2 separate regions of the Rattus norvegicus genome follow, and region 2 is linked to region 1. The links are chromatin contacts, called in public Hi-C maps. All regions are on one chromosome and are shown on one strand. The core of a region is the stretch at or near the end of the contact, and the rest is flanking DNA. Distances in the headings are between cores, read along the strand shown. Region 1 overlaps Gulp1 (GULP PTB domain containing engulfment adaptor 1). Region 2 has its middle 250 kb from the start of Col3a1.

Region 1 (7,906 bases), core at 2,363-4,862:
AACAGAGGTATGCCTTCCCCACTCCAAGGTGAATGTATACTAAGTTAGGTCTTGAACTCACTATGTAGTCCAGGTTGCCCTCTGTTTCCCTGCCTCAATCTTCCTAGTGCAGGTATTGCAGATATGAGGAACTATGTTATGCTCTAAGTGTATTTCTTGATTATGTAAGATAAAATTTGAGGTAAGTAGCAAGGTCCACATTAAGATGTACTTTTGTTCAATTCCATTAGTTTACTTAAAGATAAAAAGTCATGATAAATTATGAAAAGTGGCTTTAAAAACAGTCCTGGACCTGATGTGTATGGACTTATTAAGAATATTCTGGAGTTCATCCATAGTTTTCCCATATGGCATATTTGCATATAATGCTTATGACTCCTGTCATTTCTGTCAAAGTATGGTTATTACTCTACAACATTATTGTCAGTTATTGTTACTGGTATTGACATTGTATGACTTACTAGCTCAAGTTTTGCTTGCATATAAAAATTCTTTTCCCATTCTTCTTGCTAATGACACCTTAGTGATGTGGCTTTTTTAGAAGTTGAGAAAAGGAGTCTTAATATGGATTAATTCTAATCTAAAAACTCATTCTTGTTAAATCTTTTGTTTTTGAACCCTTTGTCCTGTATGATCTGACACGCTACTTTCTTGGTTTAAAGGTTTAGTGGTACTCTTGAACCAGCCCTGAAACTTTAATATGTACAAATCTCCTGGCTGTGCTGCAAACCTAGAAATATTACTTGGACCTCATCAAAGCATATATTTGTACGTTCTCTGAATTTAAACAGTTATTAGTGCACATCAACCTAATTATATTTTAACCTTGAGAAAATGAGTAATGATAATATGGAGCCAGTATGATAGTGACACAGAGTTAGCATTTACTAACTTCTAACTGTTGAGACTAACTTTATCTCTTTGGGGACAATGAAATAATTTCAGTTTTCATCCCAGTAGGAATCTTCAAATAAAAAAAAGTAGGTGAGATCTGTTAAAAAAAACTTCTGAAAATAGGAATTACAAATGATCAAATTATGCATTTTCATGTAGTATATATAAATTGAGTAGCAATTGTTCTCCCTAATTAAGATTTGAGTTTGAGTTTCTGTTTAACTTTCTCATACACAAAGTATCAGCTCCAGATGGTTCAATGATGGGTTTAGTAAAGTCTGTGTCTCATGCATGCTCATGTTCAGTTTCTTGGCAGTACTGAAGTGGAGCAGCCAAAGGGAACAGAAGTTGTGAGAGATGCTGTCAGGAAGCTGAAGGTAAGAGCCCTTCAGGCAAATGGCTATTAAAATGATCTTGTGTCTCTAGCAGATTGATAGAAGCTAAAGCATGAATAACTGTTTAAATCACTCTTTAAATTAAAAGAGAAATTAAATTCTCTCCAAATTACAATTAAATAAATACTACCTGTTCAGGGAGACATTTTGAATTTATAATTCCATTACATGTTCATGCAATTATTTTGCTTTATATACTATATTTTTCTACAGTATAATTTCTTACAGTAACTAAAGGCTTTTAAGGCAGAACTCAGTCAATGTTTATGGTCAGTGATCTGCTTTTATAAGCCCTGGACAATATGTACCCCATGCTCAAAACCAAATCTAGTATGAAAGTTATATAAATTTCTGACAATTAGGCTATCATATCTATCAGTTGAAAATACAGTTAGTATTCATTCCAAAGTAGAATTATTTTTTAGTGCTATTATATATTAAGGATACCCTAATGGGCCATGTCAATGAGCAGCTTTAGGGAATCTTATGTGACTAATAGCAAAAGAAAATATTGACAAAACACCCTAAGTATTCATGAGTAATATATTTTTGGAGTAAAATCTAAGAAACCCCAAAAACTCATGCCCGGCAAGTTTCCTGAGAAACTCTTAAGACATGCCTCAAGAATGCTTATGTAATAGCTCACCTCTTAAAAGCCAGCCTCACTGAGATATTACAGTTAGAATAATCCCTTCCTTCAAGAGGATGACCATCCTTGTGATGTGAGAGGTCTACAGACCTCTATTTTATTTACAAAGTTAGCTTTTCTTCTCTGTGGCTGCTCTCAGAATTTAGTGATAACCTTGAGATGATATACTCATTCCACAGGAATATTAGGTGCTGTGGTTTGTTCCAGGAAGAATCATGAACTATAATAATTGCTGCAGTATTTTGGGAAAGTTACATAAAATATATCAAAAGTTTCAAATGAGGGAAAAGATCAGGATGAGATTTGCATTATGGATGAAAAAGTGAAGTGGGAAGTGATTTCATCCATTCATTCTGTCGAATATTTGACACAGAAGTTCCCTAAGTATACATTCTGTGGGGTCCCAAGATAACATCCTCTTTCATTTGGGAAGAATGCGCTTAGCAGCCATTTCTTTACAATGTTCTTTGGGTGGTAATTGAGGCTGGGCTTTATCCGAGCAGCATTTCTATCTAAGTGTAGAGGGTTTTATTGAAAGACTATTCAGCTTGTGGCAACACTTAAACTATGATTCTATATAATTGTTTTTAAAGTGATACAAATCCTGATTTAAGCCCAACTTTACTGCAATCAGAAGGTATCTTAAAAGAACAATTATTTTGGCGATATTTCTTTATATCTTGGGAATTCTTCATTCAACATCTCATACCTGAAACCAATTTAAATGGCTTCTAAAACTATGACTTATATATACTATATGACATTTCTGTATAATTTCACACTAAGAAATGAATATTATTGGGGAATATAATGGAAACCAATAAGATAGTTTAAGTGTACACTTAGTGGGCAGTAGGTTTTATTAAATGTATCTTTTACAATTAATATGCATTTAATAAATAAACTATTTTGACTGAAAAATTTGTTTCTTAGGGAAAAATGTGTTTCTTAGGTTCTTAGTCGAAGAGAATCTTTTACTAGTAAACATGAAGAAAACAATGGTTTTATGTAAATTTGTTGTCATATTTCTTTTATGTTGTGTTTGAGGTCAGAAGCTATCATACAAACTATAGCAATATTAGTACTTATTTTAATTTTGCTGTCATATAAATAAGACCAGATGGTGGTGCTGTGGCTCCACTAGAAATGGAAAGTACCAACTGTTCAGGACCTCATTTTGATTTTCTCCGTATTTTTTTCAAACACAATCCTGACTCTTTAATACATATATTGCAGTGCTATACTCAGATTTTTTCTTGTGTAATCAAAATGTTATTTATATTTACTCCCCTTTCAAAGTTTGCATTTTAAATGTGTTTGATTTTTGAGTTTTGATAATTAGAAATTTAAACATCATTCAGGGTGATGAAAAGCTTAATGAATTTTCAATAATGGTATTTTCTACCCCCTGTACCTCATGGCATCTGCTTGAGTTTTAACAAAATGTTTCTAAAAATTTAAATATTGACTACTGTGTAACTGTAAAGAATTCAAAGTTTGAAAATTTTAATGTAATAATTTGTGCAAGAATATAAATATTTCCATATTCTGTTTGCTAAAATGTTCATTTTTCTGTTTCTTATGCTTAAGCTGATATTTAAGAAAATAGTAAGTATCTAAAAGTGTGATCCTCTAAAACTTAGCACAGTTATCATGATGAATTTTGTTTTCAGACAGTGTCTGTTTCAGTACATTCAGTACAAATACCAGGACTCAATGTGTGTTCACAATTTGTTATGCCTCAGTAAGAACACACACCGGAACATTGCTATTATTTCACCAGCATCCCTGAAACATAAGCAGGATATATATTTCTGTCCCCAGTTCGAAAGACTTTAGTTAATGAAACTCACTTGACACACACAAAGCTGCTTTAATGTGGTAGATAGCCTTTAAAAGTCACTGTCAAGACAAATTCATCAGCCCAGGTCTTCATCACTGTATTTCATTCTGTGCAGTGTATTTCTGTTTTCTTTTACTTTTTCTTCAACTGATCAATAATTTAGAACTTATTTAGGAATTATTTAGCAAATAAGTAGGAAAAATACAAAGTAGTGCCAAATAATTTTCAGATTATATGATAGGATACATTATATGATAGGATACATAAAAATCCCACCAGGGAACTCTTACAGCCGATAAACACCAGCAAAGTATCCAGCAAAGTAACTGAATACAAGAATTTTTTTTAAAAAAATAGTTCTTTTATATACAAAAGTCAAACCGAATGAGGAACAAATCAGGGAAATAATACCTTTCACAATAATCTCAGATAATATAAAATATCTTGGGGGGTACTTCTCCATATGCAGATGAAAGGCCTGTATTATAAAAACTTAAAGTCTTTGAAAGGATTGGAAGAAAGTATCAGAAAATAGAAAAATCTCTTATGCTCATGGATCAGAGGGATTAAAATAGTTTAATTGGCCATCTTACCAAAGCAGTCTATAAATTCAATGCAATCCCTATCAAAATTCCAACACAATTCTTTAGAGACCTGTTCATATGGAAAATTAAAAATAAATGAACAAACCACAATTGGAATTTCTAAAACAATTCTGAACAATAAAAGAATTACACAAAATAGAGTATTATTCAGCTGTTAAAATAAATGACATGCAATTTTCAGGCAAATGAATAGAACTAGAAAAAAATCATCCTAAGTAAGGTATCCTAGACCCAAAAAGGTGGAATAAATGATAAAATGCATTAAATTAAATAAATGTTAACCAACCCAAAGAGGAAGGCTCTAGAGGTGAAACTGGGTTCTCCCTTGGGATGGGGAAATAGAATAGACTAGTGGCAGGTAGGGACAGAAACAGGGAATCAAGTGGCTGGGAAGGGCCATGGGGTGGAGGGAGAGATTATGGGTAGAGAAGCTAGAATTGGGGGATATTTGGGAAGTTGTGTGGAAACTTACTGCAGTGGAAAGAAATTTCCTGGAACCCATAAATGTGATCTTAATGAAGATTCCTAGTAATAGAGGATATGGAGTCTCTGCTGACTATCTCTTGTAGCCAGGCTAGGCTTCCAGTGGCCAAATTGGGTTGCATTTAATTGAATTGTTGGCCAAGGGGTTCCCATGGAAATCCCCAAACAGTCTGGTTGTGTTGCTGTTGCTAAGACAAAGGCTTGCTCTCTACAAATGGACAGCAGCATCCCATTGTTGGGTACAATACCCACGTTTCTCATTGAACTTGAAAGCATCAAACTGGTACCTACATGGAACTTTTTCTATCTGTGTACTCTCTTTCATACAGGAAGGTACTCTTCAAGCTACCGGGAGAGAAACCCAACCATAAAACCTTTGACCTACAATCTCCTACATGTAAAATATACTGGGATAATGGTGGCACAGAACTTGTAGGAATAACCAACCAATGTGTGATTTGACTTAAGACCCACTTGATGAGAAGGAACCCATACTTAATGCTGCTTGAATAACCAAGAACCAGAGACCAGATAGTCTGGATAAAACCAAACACTACAGTTCTTAAAAAAATTTTAAAAAAATGATTTCTAATGGTACATACGTCCGTGCTTTATACAGTCATCAGAAACACTTCCTCCAGCAGCGGAGGGGAATAGATGCTGAGATCCATGAGAGATGCAGAGAGAGAGAGTCTAAATTTTGAAGTCTCTATCAAATTCCTCCTGTCAGAGCTCATGCTATCCATTAGAAGAGGAGACAGAAAACTTTTAAGAGCCAGAAGGGATAGAGGACACTGCAAGAAAAAAAGGCCTTCTGAATTAACTAATTAAAGTAACGTGAGCTCACAGAAACTGAAGCAGCAAGCAGAGAGCCTATGTGGGTATACACCATGCCCTCTGCAGATATAGAATAGATTTTAGCTTGGTATTTCTCTGGGACCCCTGACTATGACTACAAGTGGGTCTCTGTCTCTCATGCCTGCTCTTGGGACTTCTTTCCTCCTATTGGGTTGCCTACGTCCAATATCAATATGATAGGTTCTACTTCATCTTATTATCTTTTATTTTGTCATGTTTGATTGTGATCTCTTCTAAGCCTGTTCTTTTCTAAAAAGAACAGGAGAGTGGAGGGGAGATGATGAGAAATTGGGAGGAGTAGCAGGAAGAAAACTATAATCAGGATGTATCGTATAAGAAAATTCTATTAATAATGGAATTAGATTTCACTTTTCAAACTATCCTTTATGAGCTATTTGGAAATTGTGGAATGACAGCATCAAAATGTAATGGTCCTATATAGCAGTGACATATGTTTAACTGACTTCACAATTTCAAGTAACACTTCATTCTTTTATCATTTTATTGGTACAAAAATGACACTGTACTGTGCTAATGTATCAATTGTGTTTTACATCTTTAGGACCTTTTCACTGGATTGAATTATTATGTTCAAGTGTCAATGATAGATTATTCTATCTACATAGGTCTATCAAGGAAGGAATCCAGAACAAAAATTGGATGAAATTTACAAATGAGACTGTTCAAGTATTTACATTAAAATAATCAATAAGAAAAGAATATAGCTAAGGAGAAGTAAGCATCACTTTGTACACCGTTTCCCAGCAGTCCTGAATTAGAAGTATTTCTGAACACAGTTAAGAAGTCCCCAAGTAGCCAGGCAGTAGTGTCTTATGCCTTTATTCACAGCACTCAGGAAGATGAAATAGGCAGATCTCTGAGATCAAGGCCAGCCTAGTCTACAGAATTAGGTTCAGGACAGCCAGAGGTACACAGAGAAACCTTGTCTTGAAAAAAATGAGAGGGAGGAGAGAAGAGGGGAGGAAGGGAGGCAGGGAGGGAGGGAGGGAGAGTGAGAGGGAGGGAGGAAGGAATGAAAGAAGAAAGAAAGGAAAGAAAGAAAGAGAGAGAGAGAAAGAAAGAAATTCTACAAGTAAGAAAATCAAGGAGAGTTAATACAGAAGCATGAAAGGAAGGCTTTCAAGAAATGAGTTTGAAGATGGATGAAGCAAAGAAGTGCAGGCCGACAGGAGCCGGATGTAGATCTCTCCTGAGAGACACAGCCAGAATACAGCAAATACAGAGGCGAATGCCCCTCGGGGGGCGAGGGACCCCCGTTGAAGGAATCAGAGAAAGAACTGGAAGAGCTTGAAGGGGCTCGACACCCCTTATGAACAACAATGCCAACCAACCAGAGCTTCCAGGGACTAAGCCACTACCCAAAGACTATACATGGACTGACCCTGGACTCTGACCTCATAGGTAGCAATGAATATCCTAGTAAGAGCACCAGTGGAAGGGGAAGCCCTTGGTCCTGCCAAGACTGAACCCCCAGTGAACGTGATTGTTGTGGGAAGGACGATAATGGGGGGAGGATGGGGATGGGAACACCCATAAAGAAGGGGAGGGGGAGGTGCTAGGGGGATGTTGGCCCGGAAACCGGGAAAGGGAATAACATTCGAAATGTAAATAAGAAATACTCAAATTAATAAAAAAATGAAAAAAATATTGTTATAAGTTTGTAGCACTATGAGGTCCTGATTAAAAAAAAAAAAAAAGAAATGAGTTTGACCTTCGCTGTAATTAGCAAACTACTGAAGATGTAAACTGAGTGAGCCTAACCTTATATACAAGACTTTTGAAACCTACTTTTTGCAATCATGTCACAAGACTGATATAACCCTTGATATACATGAAAACAAACGGAAAACATTTTTAAAGTAACAAATGTGCGTGCATGTGTGCAAATGTAGCTTTCAGAAGTGTGCATAAGGGGTTAGGGAAAATCAAGTTTGGGTTGGGTGAGAACACAGGGTCCTTGTAGCACTGTTTAATTCTTCCATCTTCTTATCATCCCTCTCTTGAAACTCCCCTTTCTCCAGCCCTCCCCTCTTCCTCCCTTCCTCCCTCCACCCTCCCCCACCCCGCACCCACTCTGTGTAACATCAGCCTTCTTTTCTTTCTTAATTTCTTCGATTCTTTTTTTCTAAACAGTAAGTTTAATATTACTGGCCGTTTT
Region 2 (7,906 bases), core at 2,633-5,132, 290 kb after region 1:
GTGTCTGAAGTTTGAAGGCTGACATAACCTAGCTCTCTACCCCTCCCCAACCCCCACCACAATCATCTTTACCATGTCTACTTAGCATAGATACAGACCTTCTCTTCCTTTGGGCATTATTATCTTTTCCCACCCTTTGGTCATTTTAGATGAGAATTATTTGTTCCCAACAAGTATACTGCTTCTGAAGTATACTCCTTCTGAAGTATAGTGCTTCTGAAATAGAGATATTTAGATGGTCTAATTTTATTTATCTAACATCTGAAATAGTTTACTTTTGTAGATGAATAGAGCTGTATCAAGCACTTAGCCTCTGCTTGCAGGTCTGAGGATTGCTGAGTCACAATGGGATGTGTGTATGTTTTCTAAGATGCTTTGTGTTTCTTCCTAAACTCCTTTAGTCATTACTTGTTGTTGTAAAAATATAAAAATAAAAAAGAGTAACAGTGTCTTTTACCCCGCTAGGTCCGTGCCGCAGTGCCCCAAGATATCTGCTAGATATCTTGGCGGAAACACAGCCCAGCCGAACTTTCCTACACTCGAACCCTCACATAAAAGAACACACAACACAATAATCTTAGATCCAATTGGTAAGATATAATTGCCCACTTAAACATACAAAGTCCAGTACCATCCATCCCTTAGGAACATTGATAACAACCTGTAAATACACAGAGCAGAATCTTAACATCACCTGCCATGGCTTCTCCCCTCTTTCTGTCTTGTCTCTTCCTCTTCTCCTCCTCTCTCTCTTAGTCTCCTCCTCTTCCTTCAAACTTTTCTCCAGCCCATTCTTCCTTCTCCTCCAATGACAGGCCTCCTTCTATCCTGTACCTGCCCCTCACCTGTACTTTACAAATTCAATGGAGAGGTGGTTCTGGTGAAGTCACCTGAGTCCTGAGTAGTGATTAGGCAACTGTCCTTGGGGCAGTGAAATTAGCATCAAAATACAGTAACTTCAGGGCAAACCACAATTACTGTCTATTTGTCAGTGGAGCTGTCCTCTCCCTTTGCCACCCAGTCCCTAAATGTGCATAGAAATCACACCAGTTCTCCACTAACACAGGTTCTTTTGTGAGCACATTTCATTGAAGCTTTAGGGATAATGAAAGAGAATCAAAGTATAAAACAAGAAATCATACAATGCTGAATACAGAACCGTATTTCTTCTATTTTAGGAAGGTGGTGGTTTGTGTCTGGCTTCTCCTCAAGTTTGTTCTGATGACTTTGGGATGGTCCCTCAGAACTCAAGATGCGCACTTCTCACTACCACCCTCTACTGATTAAAAACTAAAGCAATAAACAATATTTTAAAAAACAATAGTAAAACAAATGAAGGCCAATATCCTTTATGATGTTAGACAAATAATATATGTATCACTTTCCCATATAGATGCTATAGTCTTTGTAACTTAAAAGTCTATAAAGCAATGTCCTAAAAAATAGTTTTCACCAGAAAGAAAATTTATTACTATATTAATTGTTAGACAGAGGAGTTTTAAATAGCATTCTCTCCCTTTTTTTTTAAAAAGGACTCTACATTTCTTTGCTTTCATATTTTTTGTTCCTCTGTGTGTGAGAAATGCACAAAAACTACAAAGTCTATTTCTAAAGAAATGATTATCTCAATTTCTGGGAAAGGACAGGAAACAGTGCTTCTGAAACAAAAGCGATTCACTTGGAGGAGACAGATTAATCTTGCTAGATTATGATAGTAAAACAACACAGAGGAAACTCAAATATTACATGGGACTAAAATCTTTGATCCTTTTCCATTGTTAGTTAGGCTCATGGTTCACAAACATGTCTATGGGCCCCTAATATTTTTCTTTGAATGAAAAACGAAAAGTAAAACCTTGGCAGTGATACCCTAGTTTCATGTGAGTAAGCTAACCTTATCTCAGTAAGGCTATATGCCAAAGTTACGTACCAGCCATAGTAGCTAAGGGCTATAGAAGCTCCTAGCATCTTCAGTAAGCTGTAGTCACTGAAAACCATTTTCGGCTCAGAATACAATACCTACTCTCTTCCCTGATCCTTCCTCAGTACCTTTTTGTCACTTGCTTTTTCTCCCAAATTGTGTCCCATTTCTCCATTTTCTGTTATGTGTTCTTTTATTTTATCCACTGAAGTACAAAAAGGAAGGCTGAAATGTCCACTGTCCTTTTGCCCCCTCATATGGATATTTATACCACACTTTACAACATTTTCCCAGCTTCAGCAAGGCTCTGTTCATGTGGTGTTTAGTGAAGCCGCATTCCTAAGGTAGTTCATCATTGTTTTTGATCTTATGTACTTGAAGCTTTCCAGAGCTTTTACCAGAGAAGTCTTCAGTAAATGGACTATGTCGAAACTCAGAATAAAAATAACAGCAGTCACACTGTCAACAATATTTATACAATACTTAACTGTTAGAGACCACAGGAAAATTACTGGCATTTCACTGTTCACGAAAACTTGTAGCCATTTGTAGAAGTAACTCTGAGGTTTTAAAGAATTCTATACTGACTTTAAACACAAATATTTACTATGTGTTTTATTAAACATGTTCACAGGGAATCTCTAACAGCAATCTCATGTCCCCATTTTTCCACCCAAAAGTATCTATGAATCTAGATTAACTTACCTACATTATTAAAAGAAGAATTATATCTTTATATAAAAGAAGAAAGATATAAACTAATAAATGAGAGTGAATAAATCTGTTGTAGTTTGGAGATTCCCAAATAGACTTTTTCCTGACATTCTAGATATTTTCCCTCTGTTTTACAGTTTCCCCTTTCTCTAGCAGCTACATGGCATAGAGTATCTTCCTCCTCAGACTCACTTTTGCCCTTGGGCTCTTTTTCATTGCTCTGCTCCTTAGGGAGAGAAGCTGGGTGTGGGAGCTCGGCCTCCACTGTTAGCTTCTAGTCAACGTGGCATGGGAATTTGCTTGTGAATCTGTTCCTCATCTGTTTGTCTATGAGAACAATTGCTCTTTAATTAGAACCATCTGGATCCCAACAATGTTATTTAATCCATGTGTCTAACCTGCCTTGAATCCAAGTGCAAACTGGTCATGTGGAGCAGTTGCTGATATCACAGACAGTGTGGGACTTGCTAAACACCAGCCACCACCAATGATTTACTAAGTTAGTTTTTGTACTGATATTGGAGCAGGAGAGAAAGGGAAAGTGGAGGAAATGGACTGGGAAAGTGTATAAATTGGGGTCATGGGAATGAGTGTGAGCCTGCACTCATAGAAACAATCAGTAGGAGGCTGACCGTGTTCCTGAAACTTGACTCTACTAGCTATAAAAACTATCAGTAATATTTTCAAAGTACTTCACAATATAATTTGTAATATTTTTTCCAGGTATCAATTACCAATACCAAAATACACACACACACACACACACACACACACACACACACACACACACACACACACAGACAGAGACAGACAGAGACAAAGACAGACAAAGAAAAACAGAGACAGAGTCAAAGACAGAGAGAGATACTAAACACCAGGAGATATATCTAAATCCTGTCATGGTTATTTATTGCAAGTTCATGGATCTGAGAAACATGGATCGTTTTATACTTCGTCATGGATATTTTGCTTTTATGGGATTTTAGTGGAAGTATTTGTTAACATTGTCAAGGGATTTCCTAGCTAAAACATAATCAAAATTTCTGTCTGCAGATCATTTCTCCTTTTATCCTAACTCCATCTCTTAGATCTTCTCAACTAACCAAAACTCAAAATGTTGTGATTTGAAAGAATTATAGCAAATCAGACTTCATTGGAAATCATATAATAGCCTCCCTCCTCTGGTGTTTGACTGTAAGCAAGACCCAAGAGCACCATCCTTGCCTCTCCTTTCTTTTAATTCCTGTTTGTACATGCAGAATGTAGGGCAGTGACTCACAGCACTGGCTCAGAGCCACACAGCTGGATAGACACAGGGTACATTTCATAATAAAATAGTCAAAAAAGAAAAATGGTGTTTGTTCGTTTCTTTAAAATTCTACATGGATTATTGTTACAAAAGCAAGATTTTATTTTCTAAGGAAGTAGATTTAAGGAAGACATTTTTTTTTATTATAAATCCCTATTGCTGAAGAAACCACACATTTTGGATGTAGAACACAGAGAAACCAAGCCTGAACTAACTGTGAACTCTCTCTCTCTCTCTCTCTCTCTCTCTCTCTCTCTCTCTCTCTCTCTCTCTCTCTCTCTCTGTCTCCCCCACCCCTGTTTGCTAGCTTTCATAGGGCTGATGTGTGCTTTGCTGGCCGCTAGCAACCACTAGACATCAACCCAGTGTTGGAGCTTACACAATAAACAATACTGACCTATCAGATAAGATATGCCCTTTATGCCAATAGTAGCACAACTGTTTATAGGATGACCAACCATTCCTTTGATTACATCTGGGACCTGCTCCTCAGTGGGGAATTCATGTACGGGTATTGGAACCTTGGTCAAAATCTATGGCTATGGAAGTCATAGGCCCAAAGAGGGAACCTATTCATTTTATTTTGCCAAATGTTGTCATACTGCCCTCTAAATATTCATGTAAATGTCCACAGATTTGCGTTGAAGTTAACCTTGAGAAGAGAGCGTCTTATTGTAATGGGTAGCGGTTAATGAGAAGACTTGTAAGTGTTCAAAGTGCTAAAAATAAGTGACTGTGGGTGCTTAGCTACGTTACACATAGGACATCTATACCAGCCCTCCTCCATATCAACACTCAGTGAACACACAAGAGGAGGAAGAAGAGATAAAATAACTAGAAAATGAAGGGCAGTATGAAATGCTGTCCTCTGGACATGATATGATTATTGCTTACATGAACTCACAGCAGGTAGGTACCTGCACATGTCAAGCCATTTAAATTTTCTTGCACACAAAGCAAATGAGCTCCTGAGGCCTCATCCCTTCCCATGGAGCTGTCGGAAGTTGATGCCTGCTGGAAGAGGGAGAATCACTGCTCTTGGAGAAAGATAACTGGAAGATTGCCAGAGCCCCAGTACATAACAATCCACATCCATGCACATATTCACATACTGGCAGTAGTATTTAGACTTTGTGGATGGTTTGTTAAAAAGACATGGGGGTTCTATAGATGGCTCAGAATTTAAAATGTGTACTGCTCTTCTAAAGGATTCCAGTTCAGTTCTTAGCACCTGCCTCGGGTGGCTCCCAACTGCAGTAATATCCATGGGATATTCTTCTCCCTCTGGACTATATAAACACTTAGCTCTCATGTATAAGCCCCAACATGTGTATACACAAATCAACACACTAGCACACAGAGATGCCACATACATGCGAACACACACACACACACACACACACACACACACACACAACACCATATAAAAATGAAACAAATCTTCAAGGATAAACAAAGACGTGTCATTGAGAGGCAGTTGTATTTGGGGTGATAGGTAAGGATATGAGGAGGGAATGATGTAGGGAGAGCATTGATTATGATCAAGATATATATATATATATATGAAATTTTCAAGGAATAAACAAAAAAGAAAACAAAAACACAAATTTGTAGGAACTAATTCAATTTATCTAACAACTGCTCATATAAAAATACTTTAAAGCTGCCATTCCTTTTAAGTGTTACTCATCCAGCTAGAGCAAAATTCAATTTAAAGGGATTGTTAAAGAAATAAGTAAACAATAATTTTGGAAATTTAATTAACTGTATAATAGAAAAATTTTATATAAGAATAAAAAATACTGGAAAACATTTTACAGGCCTGAAAAATGAGCTAACTTAGAAATATTTGTACTTCACCTTCGGAATAATGAAGAAGCCAATAAGCATACCAAAGCACATGTATTTACAGAACTGTCCATGGGTAATATAGCATAATGTATCTGTGACATCATTTCCCATCTCTACTGAATGTTGTGTAGAAATTGATTAAAGTGCAGCATGGATAATCAAGCCAAAAGAAAATTATTAGAATATGATCTAGCTTATAACGTTCCTGTTTAGATAGAAGAAGTGACTCCTGTTATGAGGAAATACTGTTTCATCAGGCTGGACTAACAGAGTACTCTACTATATCTGAAATAAATCACAAGTAAAATCTGAATTTCTTAGCAGCTCTGCTATTTTCACATTCTGGTGATGAGAAATTATACCAGTGTCTACTCTTATCCTCAATTCATGGTAACCAATTCTTTATGTGAGGTGCTTGGGGTCAGGGCAAAAGCTTGTTTTAATAACTATTATTTTTTTCTTTAAATTATTCTTTGGAGGGATGGGTATTGTGACATATTATTAATAGAAAATGAGACGATGAGGACAAAGATCTGTACATGACAAAAGACTGAAAACATTAATTAAAAAGATATAGAAAAATGGGGTTGAAGGAGGGAATAAAGCAAACATGATTTGGGTTATATCCTAACAAAGGGGAGCAAATATTTGAATCTTTGAGAATCTCAGTGTTTAATGATGCAACTTAAATGTTGGCATTTTTGCTGTGTAAATCACCTAGTTTTTAACACATACAAATATTTACACAGGTTAGAGTAAAATAAGAAGTGCAAAGATCCACATCCAAAATGATCAAATGAAGCTGGGCACAGTATTTTAATGGATTACTCTTTCATTGCCATGATAAAACTCCATGGACAAGGTAACATCAAAAGGGGGAGCTTAGCTTAGCTTATGGTTTTGGAGGACCAGAGTCCCTGATAGCAGGAACAGCATGGCAAAGTTGGCAGAGGCAGGTTGTTGAGAGCGCACATATTCAACTCTAGGCATATAAAGGAAAATGAACTAGAATTAGTATCAGTCTAAAATATCAAAGCCTGCCTCCAGTGAAGTACTTTGTCCAAAAAGCCTACACCTTCCAAACCTCCCCCATCCATTGCCTCCACCTGGGGAACAATAGTTAAAATATGTGACAGCTGTTCTCCTGTGACCCATCATGGTATGGGTATGCATGTATTATCCCAATGCTAAGGAATCTGAGGGTGGAAGATATTTAATCTGAGTCTACCCTGATGTATCCTGTTTCAAAGCAACATGAATGAATGGATAGATGAATGAATGAATGAATGAATGAATGCATGCATGCATGAATGAATGAATGAATGAATATTCAATAGCTCTTGATGTACAGAACAGAGCTTTAAGACAAGTCAATAAATGAAGCAAAGAAGTGCAGGCCGACAGGAACTGGATGTAGATCTCTCCTGAGAGACACAGCCAGAATACAGCAAATACATAGGCGAATGCCAGCAGCAAACCACGGAACTGAGAACGGGACCCCCGTTGAAGGAATCAGAGAAAGGACTCGAAGAGCTTGAAGTGCTCGAGACCCCATATGAACAACAATGCCAACCAACCAGAGCTTCCAGGGACTAAGCCACTACCCAAAGACTATACATGGACTGACCCTGGGCTCCAACCCCATAGGTAGCAATGAATAGCCTAGTAAGATCACCAGTGGAAGGGGAAGCCCTTGGTCCTGCCAAGACTGAACCCCCAGTTAATGGGATTGTTGGAGGGAGGGCAGTAATGGGGGGAGGATGGGGAGGGGAACACCCATATAGAAAGGGAGGGGGAGGGGTTAGGGGGATGTTAGCCCGGAAACTGCAAAAGGGAATAGCAATCGAAATGTAAATAAGAAATACCCAAGTTAATAAAGATAAAAAAGACAAGTCAATAATAAATGCTACAAATATTTGAATGCTCTTGAGATTTACATTTTATCTAGAGTCGTGTTCACAGATCATCTCCTTATGAAAAAGACTCCAACCCATCTTTTCCAACAGTTGGAAAGATGCAATTGAAATTGGGCTTATATAAATGCCCTTTTCTTAAAGAAAATTTACCAATATTTTAAAATCACTAAATAAGCATACTAATATAGCCTATAG

What was found. Hi-C and Micro-C count contacts between places; a contact is called where the count stands out from the background.
Region 2: a Hi-C map of psoas muscle shows a contact between it and region 1, with 5 times the contacts expected there. The contact joins two enhancer-like sites. A contact is called at or near these places in 4 of 12 Hi-C or Micro-C datasets (the A7r5 cell line, the Rat2 cell line, Schwann cells and 1 more).

The regions. Positions count from the first base shown.
Region 1 is chr9:54,321,134-54,329,039 of GRCr8, forward strand. It overlaps Gulp1 (GULP PTB domain containing engulfment adaptor 1), which reads left to right. Exons shown (of 11, transcript NM_001013171.2): 4 at 1,200-1,271. Among named protein-coding and RNA genes, the nearest start is that of Gulp1, 210 kb to the left of the region's middle. Within about 2 kb of position 3,613, at least 5 of the 93 cell types and tissues checked have an H3K27ac peak or open chromatin away from gene starts, as enhancers often do.
Region 2 is chr9:54,611,394-54,619,299 of GRCr8, forward strand. No RefSeq gene overlaps it. Among named protein-coding and RNA genes, the nearest start is that of Col3a1, 250 kb to the right of the region's middle. Within about 2 kb of position 3,883, at least 13 of the 93 cell types and tissues checked have an H3K27ac peak or open chromatin away from gene starts, as enhancers often do.